Linked DNA regions of Mus musculus: region 2 is linked to region 1. The links are chromatin contacts, called in public HiCAR-type maps. All regions are on one chromosome and are shown on one strand. Each heading gives the region's core, a stretch centred on a gene start, on an enhancer-like site or on the middle of the called end of the contact. The rest is flanking DNA. Distances are from core to core; before and after follow the strand shown. Region 1 has its middle 92 kb from the start of Sh2d4a. Region 2 has its middle 10 kb from the start of Gm33103.

Evidence for each region. HiCAR-type assays count read pairs that join an accessible place to other places.
Region 2: a contact with region 1 is called in a HiCAR-type map of fibro-adipogenic progenitors, with 5 times the contacts expected there. The contact joins two enhancer-like sites. A contact is called at or near these places in 1 of 484 Hi-C or Micro-C datasets (bone marrow-derived macrophages) and 4 of 115 datasets of contacts at active chromatin or transcription factors (embryonic stem cells, extraembryonic endoderm stem cells, fibro-adipogenic progenitors and 1 more).

The regions. Positions count from the first base shown.
Region 1 is chr8:68,182,024-68,187,414 of GRCm38.p6, forward strand. It overlaps a transcript of Psd3 not described here. Among named protein-coding and RNA genes, the nearest start is that of Sh2d4a, 92 kb to the right of the region's middle. Within about 2 kb of position 1,993, at least 45 of the 459 cell types and tissues checked have an H3K27ac peak or open chromatin away from gene starts, as enhancers often do. A contact at or near this core is called in bone marrow-derived macrophages and fibro-adipogenic progenitors, where this site is marked.
Region 2 is chr8:69,010,268-69,015,658 of GRCm38.p6, forward strand. No RefSeq gene overlaps it. Among named protein-coding and RNA genes, the nearest start is that of Gm33103, 10 kb to the left of the region's middle. Within about 2 kb of position 2,529, at least 110 of the 459 cell types and tissues checked have an H3K27ac peak or open chromatin away from gene starts, as enhancers often do. A contact at or near this core is called in bone marrow-derived macrophages and fibro-adipogenic progenitors, where this site is marked.

The DNA.
Region 1 (5,391 bases), core at 743-3,242:
AAGCTCTTCCTTAAGTTCCATAGTACACGAAGTTCTACCATCCTCAGAACGGGACCCAGCCATCTTCTGCTATTCAATACTGTGTTGTTATTTTACGTCTCCTTCCATTTCTACGTGGAATACTTGGGGAAACACTAGACCTACTGACAGGGTGTTTGTGAGAATTATATGAGACAGTGAGAATTAGACACAAGACAGGGGCCCTGCATTGCTACTTCTTAACAAATGTGGGCAATGATTATAACTTATTAGCACCATAGCAGGAGAAAGTTCTTTATTAATATTATCTGTGACTTCCATGCTACCATTGAACCTTAGGTCACCACAGTGCCTGAGGGACTGAGCAGTGCTCTGTGGAAGCAGAGTACCTCAGTTGAGACCCAAGCCAGTCTTGGGTTGTACTATTAATTTATGAAGAGCATGTCATGGCTACTAGCAAAGAGGTGCTCATGTCTGTCTCTTGTCAGCTCGGATAATGATGTACCAGTCAGCGCTGGCTTAATGGCCACACTAACACTTTCAGACCTGATTGTTTAAATCAGATGGATGCAAGCATTTGGCCATGTGCAATCTAAGAGAACAAAACAAACAAGGGTAAATGCATGTAATGTTTGTGACCTACTGTGGAGAATAAATAGTGTTAGGATGACAAAGGCTGTGTGGGAAGTGGATATGTATTTGAGTAATAAATAATTAGTACATAGAAATGTTTAAAACATTCAGAAACTGGGAGTCCCAGGAGGAGACAGTCAACTTTGAGTTACTTATATAGGCACTCAATCAAATGTGCTTCATTCCCTGTAGATTTTAGTCTCCATTTCTTTAGGACATAAAAAGGAGAGAGAGAGACAGAGACACAGAAATGGAGAGAGAGAGAGAGAGAGAGAGAGAGAGAGAGAGAGAGAGAGAGAGAGAGAGAGAGAGAGAGAATAAATTCTATCCATTTGAAGCTAGGGAGCTAGGGGGAAATATGAACTATACTGATTCAAATAGAATTTAGAAATACTGAGCAGTCTAGAACTCCACTTGTGAAACACATTTCTAGAAACCAGAGAGTAAGAAAAATAATTACAATCTTTCCAAGCATCTGGCCAGTGGGCAATGATGCTTTCTCCAAGCTACTCCTGACCAATGACATGGTAGTAAGATCTGGATGTAGGAATAGTTGTCTAAGATCCCAAGGACAATCTCTGTACTGCTTTTTCCACAAAAACATTTCAGGGCACAGTATGGAAAGCAGAGGCTTTGAGGCCTTTCCTGAGGTTCCACTCCTGACTGGGGGCTGACAGAGCAGTGTCCCACCTGACTAAGCTTCACTCATGTAATCTGGAGAGTACATAGCCTGTAGTTTGTTCATGAGAGCAGTGAAGTGTCACATCTATACATGATGTCATGTGGGCCCTGGAATACCAATGCACGTAAAATAAAAATAAATAAATTATTTTAAAAATTTAAAAACAAATAAAAATCTATACATTTATGTTAAAAGTATTTAAAGATATTGAAGCTTAATGTTCATGTTTAAAATATGTAAATATATTTTACTGATTACAAAAAACCCTGATATTAAGATGTATTTCATTGCTTCATTTCTTTAAAAAAGTATTTAATTTTATTTTATATGTCTGAGTATTCTGCCAGCATGTATGCCTGTGCATCATATACAATATCCGCAGAGGCCAGAAGAGCTGTATGTTCTGGACTGGAGTTATAGACAATTGTGAGCTACCACATGGGTCCTGGGAATTAACCCTGGGTCCTCAGTGAGAGATCTCAGCCTGTGGATTCATCTTTGTAAACCCCCCCCCCCCCCTTGCACTGTTTCTTCTTCCTTGTTTAAATGTAGTAAATTCCACTGCAGGTTGTGTTGTATTCCTAAGGCAACAGGCAATTCTAAAACACAAGCATGCTGACTGATACAGGAATCCACCGCTCAGTCCTGCGAAGGCAGATTTTTCTTGGAAAAGAAATCAGGCAATAGAATGACTCATGCTTTGGAAGAGTGCTGCAGTTTTTGGTTCCTCTTTCAAAATGACTCTGTTATCCTATGATTAAGTTTATTGGATATAGTCACACTTAAATGAGTTTCCCATTTTCAAAAGCTAAAAACCATAAACAGGGATTGCCTTTATAATATAATTATATTATATACAATGTATAATAATTATATATAATATAATTTGTATATAAGAAATGCCCAGTCATTTCTACCTAATGGATGTCTGTGGTACCCATTATATGAAAATTGTAGAAACTCGGACCATGCATAAGGAGATGCCACAATATTTATTAGTGAATACATCAGCCTAAAGCTGCTGTTGGCCATTGTGTACTATTTATCTGAAATGTCTTTTAGGGGCTACAGATGTGACACAGCAGTTAAGGGAACTTACACTTCTTGCAAAGGATTCCTTTTGGCTCCTGACACTCAAATGATGGCTCACAACTACCACAACTCTAGTTCCAAAGGATCCTGCATGCTTGTGGGGCCCATAAACTCATTTAGGCACACATATACACATGCAAACAAAATAATAAAGAAATGGTTTTAAATGTCTTTTACTATTTTTCCTCTCCTGTTTTGTGTCTTGATTTCTTGCTTTTTATAGTACTTTTTAATTTCTCCTGCATCATTTTCATTATATATCTCTTATATTTTTCTGCAGTGGTGCACAGGAAAGGTTTTTTGACATCTTCTAGTCTTTTTTATTCAGGTTTTAGTTTGGGAATCTAGTAGGCCACTTCTTTGATATTGCATTTTGAATTTTAATATAAACAGTAAACACACATCAAACTAACTCAAAATTAAGGCACACATAGAAACAGTTCCAATGCATTCCCTGGGCGAGAGAGCTGGCTCAGCAGTTAAGAACCCTTGTTTCTCTTGCAGGGACCTAAGAGTTGTAATCTCCAGTTCAAGGGGATCTGATGCCCACTCTGACTACTGCGGGCACCAGGTACAAACATGGTATACTTACAGACATGCAGGCAAGAATGCTCATACACATAAAATAGTAAATATATCTGATGCATTTCTAATCCAGCTATGATACCACTTTGTTGTACTAGGCTGTGTGAGCATTTAATAAAATGTTGCTTCTGCTACAGATTATTAGTGAATGAATTCAAGGATTTTATCCTTAGATCATTGTGTGGAGCATCAGACTGTTAGACTAAGCTGTATTAAGGTATCCTGAGACCCATGAGATGCTAACATACATTTGCACAGAGATAGAAAACCCCCTTTGCCACATTAGAATTGACTTGTGTCTAGCATACACACCATTCAGCTCACCATTCCTACCAAAAAGGTGCTGTGTGCCACTTCTGTTATTTTAAACATGAGATTTGTTTAATCTATTCTCTTTTGCGTATCTTGTGAATATGCTTTTGTGGGAGTGTGATAAATGTGTATGTGTGTGGTATATGGACATGTGTATATTCCTGTATGTTTGCTGCATGTGTGCTCAGAGTCCAGAGCAGCCTTTATATCCTTCTCTATCATTCTCTGCCTTATTACTTTTGAGCAGGAGTCCTTGTTGATCCTAAAGTTGTATTTTTAAACTAACATGCTAGCTAGCAAGTCCCAGAAACCCTCCTGTCTCCACGCTCCTCAGTGCTGGGTTTCAGGCATGCTTGGAGTGCTGGAATTTGAATTCTGGTCTTCATGTATTGTGTAGCAAGTTGACTCATTTCCTTATCCTCAGCTCAATGTATTCTCCACAGAAGAATTCTTCTATTTATTCTGTTCTTGTGGGAAAGGGTAGTACCAGTAATGAAACGCAGGGACTTGTGCATGCTAGGCAAATGCTTTTTCACTGAATTACCTCCCTAGTTCAACACTTCCACCATGACCACATAGATTAATATAGAGTTATCTATCAGGTTACATGTTGGAAAACAGTAAAAATTTTCCATTGAGAGGTTTCTGCGCCTACATGTTAAACCCTGTTTCTTCTACACTATCCAGCCATACCAGAGCTGTCCTGAAGAGCATGTCCTTATTGTAGCTGCGCTCTAGACTCTACCTACAAATCACAGCAAGAGCAGAGGACAGAACACGAAGATGTTTGGAATTTATGTCCATATAGAGACAACAATAACTTAGCCCTATGCACAAATGGCTATGAACCTCTTCAATAACCCACTAAATCCAGCCAAATGGATCCCTAACTCTACTTCCCTTATATCAAGCCACAAACTCTCATTTACAGTCCGACCATACTTGCATAGGAGAGAAGGGAGACACATGGGACCAAAGACAGAGGTCTCAACCAACAGGACTTAAAATTTTATAATCATGTTTTAGCATATTTTACGAGAACATCTGATCATGTAAACACATTGCTAAGTCTGTCCCCAGGGTCTTGGAAGAGTCCCATTAGTGTGAAGTGCCAGTTTTATGAGCTCCACAGCTAACCTTCTCCTTATGTTAACCCCAAACCAACACTCCAGACTATGTCCCACGTATCTCAGCTCCACTTCTATGCCAAAGTGTTCCATATATGCTACTGGGAATACCAAGTGTGGGAATAACAGAGTACCAAGTGTGGGAGTACCAGGTGTGGGAATAACAGGTGTGGCAGTACCAGGTGTGGGAATAACAGGTGTGGGGGTACCAGGTGTGGGAATAACAGGTGTGGGAGTACCAGGTGTGGGTATGTTTGGCTTCCACCATTCAAGAATGTCTTTCAGAGTGGAGAAGGCTTCTTACCACATCCTTCTTGGCTGTGCTTTCTCCCAGGGTGTCTGCTGCATTATAATGAAAACTCAGCCTTCCTTTCTTATTCTGATACCCCACTTCTTTTTTTTTTTTTTTTTTTTTTCAGTTTGGAAAACTTCTTTTTTTATTTTATTTTATTTTATTTTTTTCCATTTTTTATTAGGTATTTAACTCATTTACATTTCCAATGCTATACCAAAAGTCCCCCATATCCACCCACCCCCACTCCCCTGCCCACCCACTCCCCCTTTTTGGCCCTGGTGTTCCCCTGTACTGGGGCATATAAAGTTTGCAAGTCCAATGGGCCTCTCTTTCCAGTGATGGCCGACTAGGCCATCTTTTGATATATATGCAGCTAGAGTCAAGAGCTCCGGGGTACTGGTTAGTTCATAATGTTGTTCCACCTATAGGGTTGCAGATCCCTTTAGCTCCTTGATACCCCACTTCTTAAGTGTGTGTCTTTTATGTATATAGTTTGAGTGTGAAATATCTCTGACAGGCTCTCATATATTGGTGACAGGTCCCCAGTTGTTGGTACTGGTGTTTTGGGGAAGCTTTGTAGTCTCTGATATGTGGCATACATCTAGCAGAAGTGGGTTAATGCAGTGGGCCTCCCACCTAAACGATCTGCTTCTTGATCTGCTAAAAATAAAATAAAATAACAACAA
Region 2 (5,391 bases), core at 1,279-3,778, 830 kb after region 1:
CTGCCACTAAGTTGTGAGACTTAAACATGTCACGAAGCCTTCTGGAATATCTGTGTATCTACCTACAAAGCAGAGTGGGTACTTCCCATTTTTGTTCAGAATAGATCAAACAAGGAAATGTCTATATGCTTTGAGGTACTACATAAGTGTAAAATTAGATCATTAGTAGCTTCCAGCTGTATATCTTGGAGTAAGTGTCTGTTTCTCTTAAGACCCATAAGGAACTCAGAGGGACCATAATGCACCATTACTCCTTACGGGACATTAAATATCTCTTAGACTCTTCCTTAGAAACAGTCAGAAATAGAACTCTTGGTCTCTATGAACATAGCTCACCACAAATTAAGACATGATACTATATATCTCTGTCTTCCTAAGACCCAAGCTCTAAGCTTGGCAATCTTCCTGTTTAAGACTCATTTGAATATGAACGACACTTAAGTGTTAGAAGCAAGAACATCTTTACCATAAGATATTGAGAGAGTAGGTTCTAGTGGGAAAACCAAGGCAAATATTGCTTGCTGTTTGATTGCATGTTTATTTATTTACTTACTTATATTTTCTTACTTACTGTGTAAGGAACTTGGCTAACAAAGTCCTCTTTCACCTAAAGGATGTGTCTAGCTGTTCTTGCAAAATATAATGAAATTCCTTACCACAATTCTCAGAGGGCAAATGGTCGTATATTTTAGGAGCATCTGGCCCAGGAATATGAATTGTGAAATGCTTTTCAGCGAATTATGCAGTGATATCTGGTTTGGATGGAAAGTTAGAATTCTTTTGCTGTTGTTTGAGTTTGGAAAAGTAAATCTTAGAAAAGCAGCCGAGTTTCTCATCCTTTTTTTGTGTTCATTTCCGCAGTGTGTGGGTTAGAAGGCACAGAAGCCTGGGCACAGTTCATACTTCAGGAGAAAGAGGTTTTTCTCGGGAATGCTTCTGCACAGGATCCCCTAGAAACCGCTGGATCAAAGGGACTGTCGCAGAAGGTACAGATCTAATAACCTGAAGTGTTTATTCACAAGATGTCTAGACTTGAGGCCTCTCCTTATCCCTCCTCCTGCTTTTTCCTTAATACAAACAAAACAAGTATTTTGAAGTACCTTAAATTCTGCACAGTTCACCAGACTACACGATATCTCAACTCTGAAAGGTTAAAAAAAAAAAATGAAGCCAGAACTTGCCATCTGCAGCATAGCAAAAAGTCGTAATGATGAGAGATCCTACATCGAACAAACTTGTTCAATGTCCAGGCTCTGGTTCCTTCAGAGTTAGGACACTGCCACAGCCTTTCCCTTAGCCTGCCTATGCCCAGTGCTTCTCCTCATCTTTCCTGTGCAACCCTGACCCAAGCCATAGTTTTGGATGATCATCTCCTTGGGCTTCTTTCTCTGCAAGCAAGTACGAAAGCAGCTTGAGCTCTGCCTGTTGGCACATGACTAATCTAGCACTCAGGAGGCAGAAGCAGGTAGATGTCTGTGAGTTTGAAGCCAGCCTAATATATATTGGTGTGTATCAGGCCAGTGAAAGCTACATAATATGGCCCTGTCTCAGGAGGATAAGGAGAAGGAGGAGAAAAAAAAGGAGCTGGGTCAGATAGATTCCAAACTGTGTGCTGGTGATACCAAATCTTCCAAGAAAGATCAGAGATCAAGGCCTCTGCTACATAAGGCGTTTAAGGCTGGCCCGGACTACATAATGTAAACTTTGTCTCAAAAATAAAAAAAAAAATAAGTAGTCAAGCAAGCTCTTCCCTAAGCTGCTCTCAAAGTCCTCACAATTATACCCCAGCATGCCTCTCCTTTCTCATGTCCTACTTGTGTCCAGTGTGATGCCTGCCTCCTTGCTACTGCATTACTGCCCTGCTCACCTACCCCATCTTCTCTGTCTATTGTCCAAGCATCCTCAAAACAGCTTGTGCTTTCCTAGAGGCTCCTGCTTCCTTCCTCAGATGCATTTCTGACCTTTCCCCAGTAAAAACCACCTCCTTCTGGGCACGCAGCAGCTTCCCACAACCTCAATAGTCTTCTCTTGAATACTAGCTTTCTGTCATTTGCATTTAGTCACTGTCAAAGTAGTAATCTTCAATAGTTATAGATTGAATGTTCATATAGCCCCACTTTAGTGCTGAAGCCCAACGTGATGGTGTTTGGAGACCTGGCCTTTAGAAGAAGGTCTTGAGGATTAAATAAAGTGAGGAAGGAGGGACCCTTCACTGGCTGCATTAGTTCCATAGTAAGAAAAGACACTCTTCACAACCATGTACTGAAGAAAGGTCCTGTTAGTACATGAGAGCTAGCAACCATCTGCCAGGGAAGAAGAGAAGCCTCAGTGGCCAGGCTGCCATCCTGATCCTACAATGCTAGCTTCTAGAAATATGAGAAAAATAAATTTCTGTTATGTATGCCACTCATACATAGTAGCTTCCCCTTTTCTTGTTTTTTATCTTCCATCTTCCCCAAAAGGGTGACTCATTGTCCTGGAGAGTAGGATCCTACATACTGCAACATCTTACACAAGACTCGGTGACTCAGCACTCAGAGATCATTCTCACTCAAATTCAACCCAGTGTTTCTGACCAGTAAAAGAAGAACCTGGCTACATTTGTGGAAGAATTGTTTTAAAAATAAGTCAAGCTAGTCACTGTGGTTTGTATCTGTAATCTCAGCACTTGAGAGGCAGAAGCAGGAGGATTGTTGCAAGCTTGAGGCCAGCCAGGCCTGCATAGCAAAACCTTGTCTTTAAAAAAAAAATGAGGATAATGATTATGGTGGTGGTGGGTGGTGGGTGGTGGGTAATGATGATAATGATTCAGACCAACCTTTGTGGTATAGGCCTATAAATCCCAGTAGGAGGGAGACAGAGAGAGACAGAGACAGAGACAGAGGAGAGACAGAGACAGAGGAGAGGGAGAGAGACAGAGAGAGACAGAGGAGAGAGAGACAGAGGAGAGAGAGACAGAGACAGAGGAGAGAGAGAGACAGAGAGAGAGAGAGAGAGATCTATCATGAGCACAACTCCAGGTTGAGCTACACAGAGACCCTGTCTCAAAACAAAAGCAAAAGCAAGCAAGCAAACAAAAAGTACTGGACATATAACTCAATAGTGGAATCCTTGCCTACCTACCATGTTCAAGTTTGATGGCCAACACCTTAGGGAAACAGTAAATAAATAAATTTCAAGATAGTTTTTGTATCTTGAAAATTGTATTCTAACTAGAATAATGTTTCCTAAAAATAGTAACAGAGACTGAAGAGATAGCTCAGCAGTTAAGAGCACTTGCTGTTCTTGAAAAAAAACTCAAGATTCATTCCCAGCATCTACATATTAGCTCACTACTGCCTATAACTTCAGTTTTGGGGAATCCAATGCCCTCTTCTGACTTCCCTGGGGCATCAGGCATGTATGTAGACATACACAATGGCAAAACGCATACACATAAAGTAATAATAATAATTTTCACCTTCTGGTCTGGGCCAGTGCCCTGAGCAGACCTTGGGTGCCAACTCTGTAGTCAATCCCACAACACTCAGAAGAAGGTCCACTCCCAAGCGCTCTAACATGCTCAGGATCATAGGACCAGAGGTGAAGAGGACACAACATCTGCCCCAACACCGAGAGTAACTGGGACCAGCTTGACCCAGGCACCCAGGAACTCCACCCGACCAGTGGCACAGGTTCCTTCAGGTCTAAGCCAGTGCCCTGAGGAGACCTAGGGCACAAACTCCACAGCCAGTCTCACAACACCCAAAGGAAGCTCCCACTCCCAGGCACTCTAACACACCCAGGATCATAGGATCAGAGGTATCCTGAGCAGACCTTGGATGCTAACTCTGCAGCCAGTCCCACAATACCCAGAAGAAGCTCCACTACCAGGCGCTCTAACACACTGAGTTCCACAGGATCCCAGGAGCTTGGTCACACCAGGATCTCAGGGTCCCAGAGACAGCTTGACTCCCAGTAGCTCAGACACAACCAGGATCTCAGGATCACAAGATTCCAGAATCACAGGATCACAGAAACATCTGAACTCTGAGGAGTTCTGATACAACCAGGATCACAGGAAGGACAGGCTCCAGTCAAATATAGTGAGGGCAGGTAGCACTACAGATAACCAGATGGTGGGAGGCAAGCGTAAGAACATAAGCAACAGAAACCAAGGTTACTTGGAATCATCAGAACCCAATTCTCCCACCATAGCAAGTCCTGGATAGATAGCATCACACCAAAATATCAAGATTCAGATCTAAAAATCACTTCTCATGATGATGATAGAGGACTTCAAGAAGGACATAAATAACTCCCTTAAAGAAATACAGGAGAACACAAGTAAACAGCTAGAAGCCCTTAAAGAGAAAACACAAAAATCCCTTAAAGAATTAAAAGAAAACACAATCAAACAGGCAAAGGAAAGGAACAAAATTTTCCAAGACCTAAAAGTGGAAATAGAAACAATAAAGGGAGACAACCCTGGAGTTATAAAACCTAGGAAAACCTAGGAAAGAGATCAGGAATCATAGATGCATCACCAACAAAATACAAGAGATAGAAGAGAGAATCTCAGGGGCAGAAGGTACCATAGAAAATATTGACACAACAGTCAGAGGAAATGCAAAATGCAAAAAGCTCCTAACCCAAAACATCCAGAAAGTCCAGACACAAGGAGAAGACCAAACCTAAGGATAATAGGTATAGAAGAGGGCAAAGATTCCCAACTTAAAGGGCCAGTAAATATCTTCAACAAAATTATAGAAGAAAACTTCCCTAACCTAAAGAAAAAAGATGCCCATAAACATACAAGAAGCCTACAGAACTCCAAATAGACTGGACCAGAAAAGAAATTCCTCTCAACACATAATAATCAAAACACCAAATGCACTAAACAAAGAAAGAATGTTAAAAGCAGTAAGGGAAAAAGGTCAAGTAACATATAAAGGCAGACCTATCAGAATTACACCAGACTTCTCACCAGAGTCTATGAAAGCTAGAAGATCCTTGGCAGATATCATACAGACCCTAAGAGAACACAAAAGCCAGCCAGGCTACTATACCCAGCAAAACTCTCAATTACCATAGATAGAGAAACCAAGATATTCCATGACAAAACCAAATTTACACAATATCTTTGATAGGGAAAGGGAAATGGACTCTGCTGTCTGCCATAATAAGTTTTCTAACATACTGCTGAAAATATCTCAGTGGATCCAGGCCATAGATGAATAAGATTTGGAACAAATTCCCTGAAATCAAGAACCCCAAAGGACCTAATGGTGCCAGAGCCCAATCAGTATGTTGGATGCTTATAAGTCAATAGTTAGTTTTCCCCTCCCTGCTACAGACCCCCTTGGCTCTGTGACACAGCTTTCTAGCGGCCACAATGATTCTGCCACCAAA